3 separate regions of the Sus scrofa genome follow, and regions 2 and 3 are each linked to region 1. A link is a contact called in public HiChIP or PLAC-seq data. All regions are on one chromosome and are shown on one strand. Each heading gives the region's core, a stretch centred on a gene start, on an enhancer-like site or on the middle of the called end of the contact. The rest is flanking DNA. Distances are from core to core; before and after follow the strand shown. Region 1 holds the start of RNF5 (ring finger protein 5). Region 2 holds the start of HSPA1L (heat shock 70kDa protein 1-like). Region 3 holds the start of BAG6 (BCL2 associated athanogene 6).

What was found. HiChIP or PLAC-seq counts read pairs in DNA pulled down with a chosen protein or histone mark.
Region 2: an H3K27ac HiChIP or PLAC-seq map of alveolar macrophages shows a contact between it and region 1. The contact joins the promoter of HSPA1L here to the promoter of RNF5 in region 1. A contact is called at or near these places in 1 of 5 promoter capture datasets (fetal liver) and 1 of 2 datasets of contacts at active chromatin or transcription factors (alveolar macrophages).
Region 3: an H3K27ac HiChIP or PLAC-seq map of alveolar macrophages shows a contact between it and region 1. The contact joins the promoter of BAG6 here to the promoter of RNF5 in region 1. A contact is called at or near these places in 1 of 5 promoter capture datasets (fetal liver) and 2 of 2 datasets of contacts at active chromatin or transcription factors (alveolar macrophages and skeletal muscle).

What each region holds. Positions count from the first base shown.
Region 1 is chr7:24,213,989-24,216,780 of Sscrofa11.1, forward strand. It overlaps RNF5 (ring finger protein 5), which reads left to right and starts at 1,505. Exons shown (of 6, transcript NM_001123224.1): 1 at 1,505-1,864; 2 at 2,740-2,758. The coding sequence starts at 1,725.
Region 2 is chr7:23,912,850-23,915,816 of Sscrofa11.1, forward strand. HSPA1L (heat shock 70kDa protein 1-like) reads right to left here and starts at 1,607. Exons shown (of 2, transcript NM_001123128.1): 1 at 1,472-1,607.
Region 3 is chr7:23,767,309-23,770,392 of Sscrofa11.1, forward strand. It overlaps BAG6 (BCL2 associated athanogene 6), which reads right to left and starts at 1,351. Exons shown (of 26, transcript NM_001145382.1): 1 at 1,090-1,351; 2 at 298-418. The coding sequence starts at 405. It also overlaps a transcript of APOM not described here.

The DNA of each region.
Region 1 (2,792 bases), core at 255-2,754:
CCTTTGGGCCCAGCATGCCTCCTTAATTCTGTAGTCACATACCTAGCTCTCTCTCCTGCCTGTTGCCCTCTTTCCCATATTCCCATCGGCCCCTTATCGGGATCACTCCATCACTCTTCCCTTCTTGGTCTCTGCTTCTCCGCTCATAAACGTTTCCCCTAAACCTCTAAGCGCCTCCTAAACCCTTACCTCCCCTGCCTTAGGCGTCAACTAACATCTCACCTTGCCTCACTTGAGTCACGTGAGGCCTTTTACCGGGATGTTGTTGAGCAGCCCTTAGCCTGTGTCGGGCCTCAACCCTCTCAGACACCTTTGCCCTGCAAGCGTTTTACAAGCCCTGAGGAAGAGGATGTAAAGAATACTGGTGATGGGAAGACTGTTACCTAGTTCTGCTTCTTGGGCCACAGTGAGGACCACTGACTGTAGAAAAGGACCAAACTCGTACGAAAGGCCCAAGCTCTATAGCAGGTTGCCCAAGTCCCTGGGGGTACAGCTCAGAGGAAGACCCCAGGTCAGCTAGGCCAAGTACGTGAAGGAAGGGGCGGGCCTAACCCCATCCCGCCGCGGGTCGCCTAAAAAGGGGCGGGCCTTGCCTCTTCTGCACCCATTCACAAAGCCGAGGAGATTTTTGCTCTTAAGGCTTAAAACGGAGAGGAGGTCAACCCTGTTCTACTCTGTGTCACACTGAAAGGGGGATGGGCCTTCAGTTCTGCTGTGTAAATCACCTAAGGAGGGGCGGGCTGAGTCGTCCAGCCGAGGGAGATGGATTAACACCAGCGCCGCAGATCGATGCTCGCACCATCCAAACGTCGGGCTAATCCCAATTCTGCTCCCTTCTTCACTAAGAGTGAGGGGCGGACCCAAGTTCTGCTCTTTACGTCACCGAAGGAGGCCGGAGCCATTTTGAACCCTGCGACCCCAGTAATGGTCCTCTTTTCCGAGCTCTTCGCTGTCTTTTCCGATCTCGGCCAATCAGGGGCGAAAGGAACAACCCAATCAGCAGAGAGACAGAGAGAGAGAGAGAAAAAAAAAAAAACCACGATCGGAGGACCCGGATGAGGCCGAGCCGAGGCCTTTGAACTCCAAACCTCGCCAATTGTAGAGCAGTCACCATGGCGACAAGAGAGCGAGGTGAAGGGGTGGGATCAGAGAAGGCTCAACCCTCACAGGATTGGCCCTCCCCGCCCCTCCGCCGGCTGCGCACGCGCATTTTGCCTAGCCACCATTTTCCGTCTAGTTCTAGCCAATCAATTGCTTTGGAGCCTTACGCTCCAAAGTCCAATAGGAATCCCGACATTCTGTGAAGAAGGAAGTAAAGGAAAGAAAGGGCCTTCTAGTGGGCGAGGTCTACGTAGTCTGGAGCCAATTGCTTCTGGCCTTTGGTTATGACTGGCAGCTACTCAAACGAATAAAGCCCTCCCTGGCCGGCGACAGGACGTGTGGAGTTAATACCAATCCGGTGGCCGTGCTTACTGTCTGTGACTGTGTCAGCCAATAGACATTGTGCAAGGGCAGCACCGCGCAAACCTCTTTGCTCCCCTGCCCTTTGGACCAATCCTTTCTTTTGACCCTGTGGGATTGACAGGCATTCAGACCTATAGTAATTAGAAAACCCTGAGGCCTGCCCAAAGATCGTGGGCAGGAGGCGGTTTCTCGTTTGTTGGGGCGCTTGTACGTGTGTTTCGGGGGATTAAGGGGTACACGGGGGCGAAGCAGAACCGGCCATGGCAGCAGCGGAGGAGGAGGACGGGGGCCCCGAAGGGCCAAACCGCGAGCGGGGCGGGGCGGGCGCGACCTTCGAATGTAATATATGTCTGGAGACTGCTCGGGAAGCTGTGGTCAGCGTGTGTGGCCACCTGTACTGGTGAGAATCTGGGAAGGGGGCGAAAAAGAGTGGGTCTCACCTCTATAGTATGGAGGCTGGGGGTGAGAGGGGGCATATAGGCTTATAGATGATCAGAGGGCACATTCTCCTAGGTGAGGCCTCAGGAGGGTTCTTAGGTCTTTTTAGGTATGTGTGGGCGAGAGGGTCACATCTGTGCAGAGGAGACCTGTGGAAAGGAGTCATAGAAACTAGGAGCTGGGGCGTACGGTGTGTTAAGAGGAAAGGGGGCACAGGGGGTGGGCGCTGCACAGCGGTGCAGATGAGACCCGAGCCACCTTACCCCAGGGAGGTTGGGAACAGATTAGACTCAAAGGTCAGGGGAGATAGGCATCAGGTGAGTAAAGGGAGATCTGGGGAACGTGGGATCACATTCCGGTGAGATATGGGAAGGGGCAGGATGACAAACCTGGGGACAGGGGTGCTGTAGAGGAGCAGTCCCCAGAGGTTAAGGAATTATGGAAAGAGGGCCCTTTATTGGACATGGGAGAGAAGAAAAGGAGTAGCAAAAGAAGATACTGGTAAAGGGGGTTTGGTTTGGGATTAATGGGGGCATAGATGGGGCTGGGGCTGAAAGGAGATCTGGAAAAGGATGGTCAAGAGAACTGGAAATTAAGTTGAAAGGTTGAGAAGAGAGGGGGAGAGGAGCGGGTTGAGCATGTTGAGGGTGGACGTAGCTCTAGGTATTGGAAAGTCAGAGAAGCAGGGAGGCCAGTTTGGCTGGCATAGTAGAGGTTGTGGAAAATATGGCAGGAAACAGCAGGTAACACCTGGGAACGGGTGGCGAGTTAGGACCCTGAGTTTGAGTCTGTGTCTTTTGTGTAGCTGGTCTGACCTTTTTCTTTCCCCCTTTCCAGTTGGCCCTGTCTTCATCAGGTGCGTACTCAGAGGAGATGAAGAGGGAGATGGG
Region 2 (2,967 bases), core at 357-2,856, 300 kb before region 1:
AGTTCCCAGGGTAGGGCTCAAAGAGAATCTGCAGCTGCCCAGCCTATGAAACATCCACAGCAACATGGGATCCAAGCTGCATCTGTGACACAGCAATGCCAGATCTGCCAGATGTGAGCCACATCTGCGACCTAAACTGCAGCTCTCGGAAACACATCATTTAACCCACTGAGGGAGGCCAGGGATCAAATCTGCATCCTCATGGATACCAGTAGGGTTCATACCTGAAATTCTACAAACCTGAAATTCTATACCCATTAAACAATTTCTATTCCCCTTCCCCGATAGCCATTAGCAACCCTTAGTCTACTTTGTCTCTCAGAATTTGGCTACTCTAGGTAACCTATACTGTGGAATTACACACTTTCATTTTGTGACCAGCTTATTTCATTTACATAATATCCTAAAAGTTTGTCTCTGTTATAGCATGTGTCAGAAGTTTCTTCATTTTTAAGGCTCAATAATTTTCATTGTATGTATCTACCACATTCTGTTTATTTGTTCTTTCCCTCTGTGGCACTTGGGCTGCTTCCACCCTACAGCTATTGAGAATAACTCTGCCATACACCCTGTGTACACATAACCTTTTGCAGGAGCTCCCATTGTCGCACAGCAGAAATGAATCTGACTAGGAACCATAAGGTTGCAGGTTCCATCCCTGGCCTCGCCCAGTGGGTTAAGGATCTGGTGTTGCCGTGAGCTGTGGTGTAGGCCACAGATGTGGCTTGGATCTGATGTTGCTGTTGCTCTGGCACAGGCCAGCAGCTGTAGCTCCAACTGGGCCCCTAGCCTGGGAATCTCCATATGCCACATGTGCGGCCCTAAAAAACAAACACATATATATATATCCTTTTGCGGTACAATTATCTCTTTCAGACTGCTCCTTCATGGCGCAGTGCTTTTTGGACAAGGTAGACAAAAGTACTCCTAGCCAAATGGAAGTGGGAGGGCAGTGGCATATGTTGTTTTCAATTTCAAAGAGGGCCTGACTCAACTGGCCTGTTCCCGTGTCTGTGACATATTTTATTCTGAGATTGTACTCCCCTCCTGCTGAACTCAGATTATTGGAAGTGCTGGTCTCCTGAGGAGACATCAACCTCCATACTTGGGCTTAGCTCCCTCTTGTCACCTTTCATCCTCTATTATAGGGGTTGGTGGGAGTATATATGGCTAGTCTGAAGAACTCCAATCAAGCCCTAAGAAGTTTTCTCAGGAGAGGGTGCCCCTCTCTAAGGCAGTCCCATCCTCTGCTCTCCTCACAAATAAAACTGCGGGTTTTCTGGAGCCAATAACAAACCCGCTCCTCCTCCTCTTCTGGGCAGCTCTGACCAACCCCATCCACTTTAGTGGTCCTCACAGGAATCCCCTCCCCTGCGACGTCCATATACTTTAAACTAGAGAATTTTTCAGCACTTCCTCAAACAGGGACCTGCTGGTCTGGCCCATGCCACTCAGGGTCCTCTTGGCTCACCTAGTGTCCCGCCGCCTTCGATCCAGTTTGAGAAGGTTCGGATTGCAGAGCCCCTGTCACTGGGGGCTCTCTCAACACCCAAACTGCGCAGCCGGAGTCCCCCCACCCCCCACCCGCCCCGCCCGACAACTTTAAGTGGGGTCCTGACTTATCACCCTGATTCCCTACTAGCCCGTGAGGTCAGAGGCAGCACCTCCATTATAACGCGACTGGAGCCGGACGGTGTCAGCACCCACGCCCCCGCCCGCTTCCTCGCGTCAACCCTCTAGCGCCCCCCGCCCCCGCGGACCTGCCGGCCCAGCCTCTCGCCGCCCCCCTCCCCGCTCCTCCCGGGCTCCCCCTCTCCGGATACAGTGCCAGCTAGCAAAACCCAGAAGAGTCTGGAGAGTTCTGGGAGGGGCGGCAGCCAGGGCGCTGATTGGCCCCAGAAAGCCAGGGGGCAGGACGCGAGGCGAAACCTCTGGAATATTCCCGACCTGGCAGCCCCGCCGAGCTCGGGGATTGGCTGAGGAGGGAAAAGGCGGGGCTTGAGGAAAAAAATATAAACACAGAGCCGCCCCCAGGGAAACAGCGAGCCCGGGAAGAGCTGCTAAGACTTCCTCTGCGGTCTGTGAGCGCAGCCTTGGCAGATCCGTTGCCTCCGAGGACCACCGCGGGCAGAAGCGGCGCGTTCGGTTTCCGGTTCAGAGCTCTCGTCTGGGATCCCGGTTTCGAGTCTAGAGGCTGTTTGCGGAGAGAGCAGGCCAGCGACATGGCGAAGAGCGTGGCCATCGGCATCGACCTGGGCACCACGTACTCGTGCGTGGGGGTGTTCCAGCACGGCAAGGTGGAGATCATCGCCAACGACCAGGGCAACCGCACCACCCCCAGCTACGTGGCCTTCACGGACACCGAGCGGCTGATCGGCGATGCGGCCAAGAACCAGGTGGCGCTGAACCCGCAGAACACGGTGTTTGACGCGAAGCGGCTGATCGGGCGCAAGTTCGGCGACCCGGTGGTGCAGGCGGACATGAAGCACTGGCCCTTCCGGGTGATCAACGACGGGGACAAGCCCAAGGTGCAGGTGAGCTACAAGGGCGAGACCAAGGCGTTCTACCCGGAGGAGATCTCGTCGATGGTGCTGACCAAGATGAAGGAGATCGCCGAGGCGTACCTGGGCCACCCGGTGAGCAACGCGGTGATCACGGTGCCGGCCTACTTCAACGACTCGCAGCGGCAGGCCACCAAGGATGCGGGGGTGATCGCGGGGCTGAACGTGCTGCGGATCATCAACGAGCCCACGGCGGCGGCCATCGCCTACGGCCTGGACAGGACGGGCAAGGGGGAGCGCAACGTGCTGATCTTCGACCTGGGCGGGGGCACGTTCGACGTGTCCATCCTGACGATCGACGACGGCATCTTCGAGGTGAAGGCCACGGCGGGGGACACGCACCTGGGCGGCGAGGACTTCGACAACAGGCTGGTGAACCACTTCGTGGAGGAGTTCAAGAGGAAGC
Region 3 (3,084 bases), core at 101-2,600, 450 kb before region 1:
GTTCTGTTCAAAGGACAGGAACCATGTCTGTCCCTTTGAGCTGGGGTTCACTCATGATGTTGGCAGAGATTCCTCCTTCCTTCTTTCCTTCTACATTGAGTTTTACTGAGGTAAAAGAAAGCAGAAGAAAATCTGCCTCACACAACAGAAAGCATACACCAAACGTTCTGGCTACAATATTAACAAAAAAAAATCAATGAAAGAAAATCAGAAGACCAGAAGATAAGACTCTTATCTCAGAAAAAGGAACCTACAAAAAGAGTTAATAGGTGTCTTCCAGAAGTACTGGGGTCTCACCTGGGCCCCCACAATAAAGGTCCGGGTCTGAGAGTCCAGGGTCTTCACCAGCACCTCCAGGCTTTCAGGCTCTTCCATAGTGGTACTGGTACTATCATTGGGCTCCATGGCCGACAGCTCTCTAAGGAAGAATGGAGGGAGGGAGGCCCGCTGTCGCCCAGAGCAGATTTTTATATACCCGGAAGCCACCCCGGCCAGAGACTCCGCCCCCACACCTGAAGAGTTTCTCTCACACAAGCACACACTCTCACACCCGCCCCCAGCCCCTTTCTGATTCCGGGGCACAGAGAGAGAAACACAAAGGGCAAGAGATCGACGGCACAGGGAGGTGGAGGACGGGAGGTGGGAGGGGCTCCACGATGCCAATCACAATAAAGGAGGGCCAGTCTGGCTAGGAAACAGGGAAGGAAACACAGGACCAGTGTCATCACCGGTCGCGATAGGATAAGGGCCCGAGAAGTCGTCAAGCCCAGGGACAACGCGAGAGCGAGGGTCGCGCCACTCTGCGGAGAAAGTGGTTTCGCGCACGCGCGCCACGCCACGCCCGTCGAACCCGCTTAAGTCACGACGGACTCGAGATAATGGACACTCACAGGGGGCCAGAACTGCTAGCTGACTGCCCCCCTCTTCTACCTTCCCTCGGTGCTCTAGCAGAGCGGCGCAACCAACACACACACACACACACACACACACACACCCCACACACACACCACACACACCCACTCACACTCCTCCACCCGCGGCTCCGCCCCCGACTTCCCCACGGTACCGTCACTTCCGGTCTCCCCCAACCTGCCACCGACGGTCACTTCCGTTTCCCCGATAGTATTTGGGGATCGCGAGGCGGTACTTCCGGCTCCCCCAGGTCCCCAAGCTTTACTTTTGTAGGGCACGAAGATTAAGTTATCAGCCCCAAACTGAGTTCCTGGGGGCGAGACGGGCCGGGGCCGGCCTAGATGGGAGGGAGCCGAGCACCCCGAAGAGCCGCCGCCGCCACCGTCTCCCGGGGTACCTCACTGCGCCTGCGTGCGTCGCACTACGCATGCGTACACACTTCGGCACCGCCCCACCCCCTCCGGCCCTGTTCATTTCTCCTGTGCGCGCGCGCTTAAGCAGTAGGGGGTTGTGGTGGCCGCTATAAATGCCTGAAGAAAAAAATTACAAAGTGAGACTCTTCGACTGCCTCGAGGGGGGTTTTGAACAGTTGTATGGAGTTTGGAATCTGGAGCCTGAGAGTTGTGCCTCGCTAATTTACGTTAAAGTTTTGGCCTGCAGAGAAGTTGAGGCGGCACTGACCAGGCCACCTAGAATTCTGTCAGCCTCTCACAATCGCTCTCGCTGCGCCGCTCCTTCGGCGCCTCCGGAAGTCACCCTTTCCATAGGCGGTTGGAGGTGGTTCTCGAGCTGACTTTCCTGCGGTGGCGTCGTTGGGCCTGACCTCGGTGGGCCTGACCTCGGTTTTGCCCGTGGGCGTTTTGTGGAGCGTGGGCGCCATGTTCCTTCCCGCGGTGTGCGGCCGCGGGGGGACATTATCATGTTTTGGAAAAGTTGAGGATTTACTACCTTTCAGGACGTTTGTTTATAAAAAAGGACGCCTCCGAGATTGGGAATTGGGAGCAAATGGAGTCAGACTGGACTGAAACGCAAGACTCTAACCTTGGGGAATTGAAAGGGCCGCCTAATGGCTTCTGCAGGCCTGAGGTCTGGGGGGTTACCGTCCCCTCTGCTCTCCCCCCTTCCCCCCGCCCCTTGGGCAAGGGCCTCGTTTCCGCGGTGCTGCCGAGGTCCCTGTCTCCAGTGCCCAACCTTTCTGGGCTTCATATTATACCCATCTCAGTACTGTTTGAGTTAAGAGTTATAAGGAGGACCTGTTTAGTGAGCGCCTAGTCTATGTCAGCCAGTTTGCTGAGGGTTTCACATATTGTCATACGTAAAAGCTTTTCAACATCTGAGCTAGTTATTACACACGTTTTATTGGTGAGTGCTCCTAGGGGAATGTAAGTGGCAGAACCGACCAAATCCAGGCCTACCAGACTCCCAAGCAGTTATACTTTACTCCCCCAATAACTTGTGTCTAATTTTTTATTATAAAAAATGTGAAACATTACCCCAAACAGTGTAATGAACCGTCATATACCCACCCAAATTTTGTTCTTTTAACCAAATCACAAGCCTATAGCAGTCCATGGGTTATAAATAATCTATAAAAGAAGTCTCATTAACTGCTCTCATTGTAATAACTAGCTCAGATGTGGAAAGGCTTTTATATATGACACTTGGCACTACCCAATGACTGCCTCTTGACGATTCTTTCCTTGCCTCTTATTATTTGAGAACTTAATTCCCCCCCAGAGACTATAAAGTGCTTTACAAACATTACTATTAATTATAGCGAATGTTTACTTTGGACTTAGAATGTGCAGGCCTTCGCTAAGGGCTTTATCTGCATTAGCTCTTTTAATCCTATAAGATTAATGATTTGCTCAATTTACAGATAAAAAACAGGCATAAAGATTAACAAAATTGTCGAAGATCTATAAGTAACAGAAATTAGAGTTTGGACCCACTCTGTCTGACACCACTGTCCATTCTTTTTAAGCACTAGATTATGTGGCCTCTTACCTGTAGTAATAAACAGTGAGTGAATGAATTAATGTGTCAGCAAACTTTGGGGAGGGCATAATATTGTTTCCCCAATAATAACTTAAGAGAGAAAGCCTCCCATCCACCATGCTCCAGCACCCAGTTCACACCTGTTCTAAAGCACTTACCAGCTTGTACTGCAAT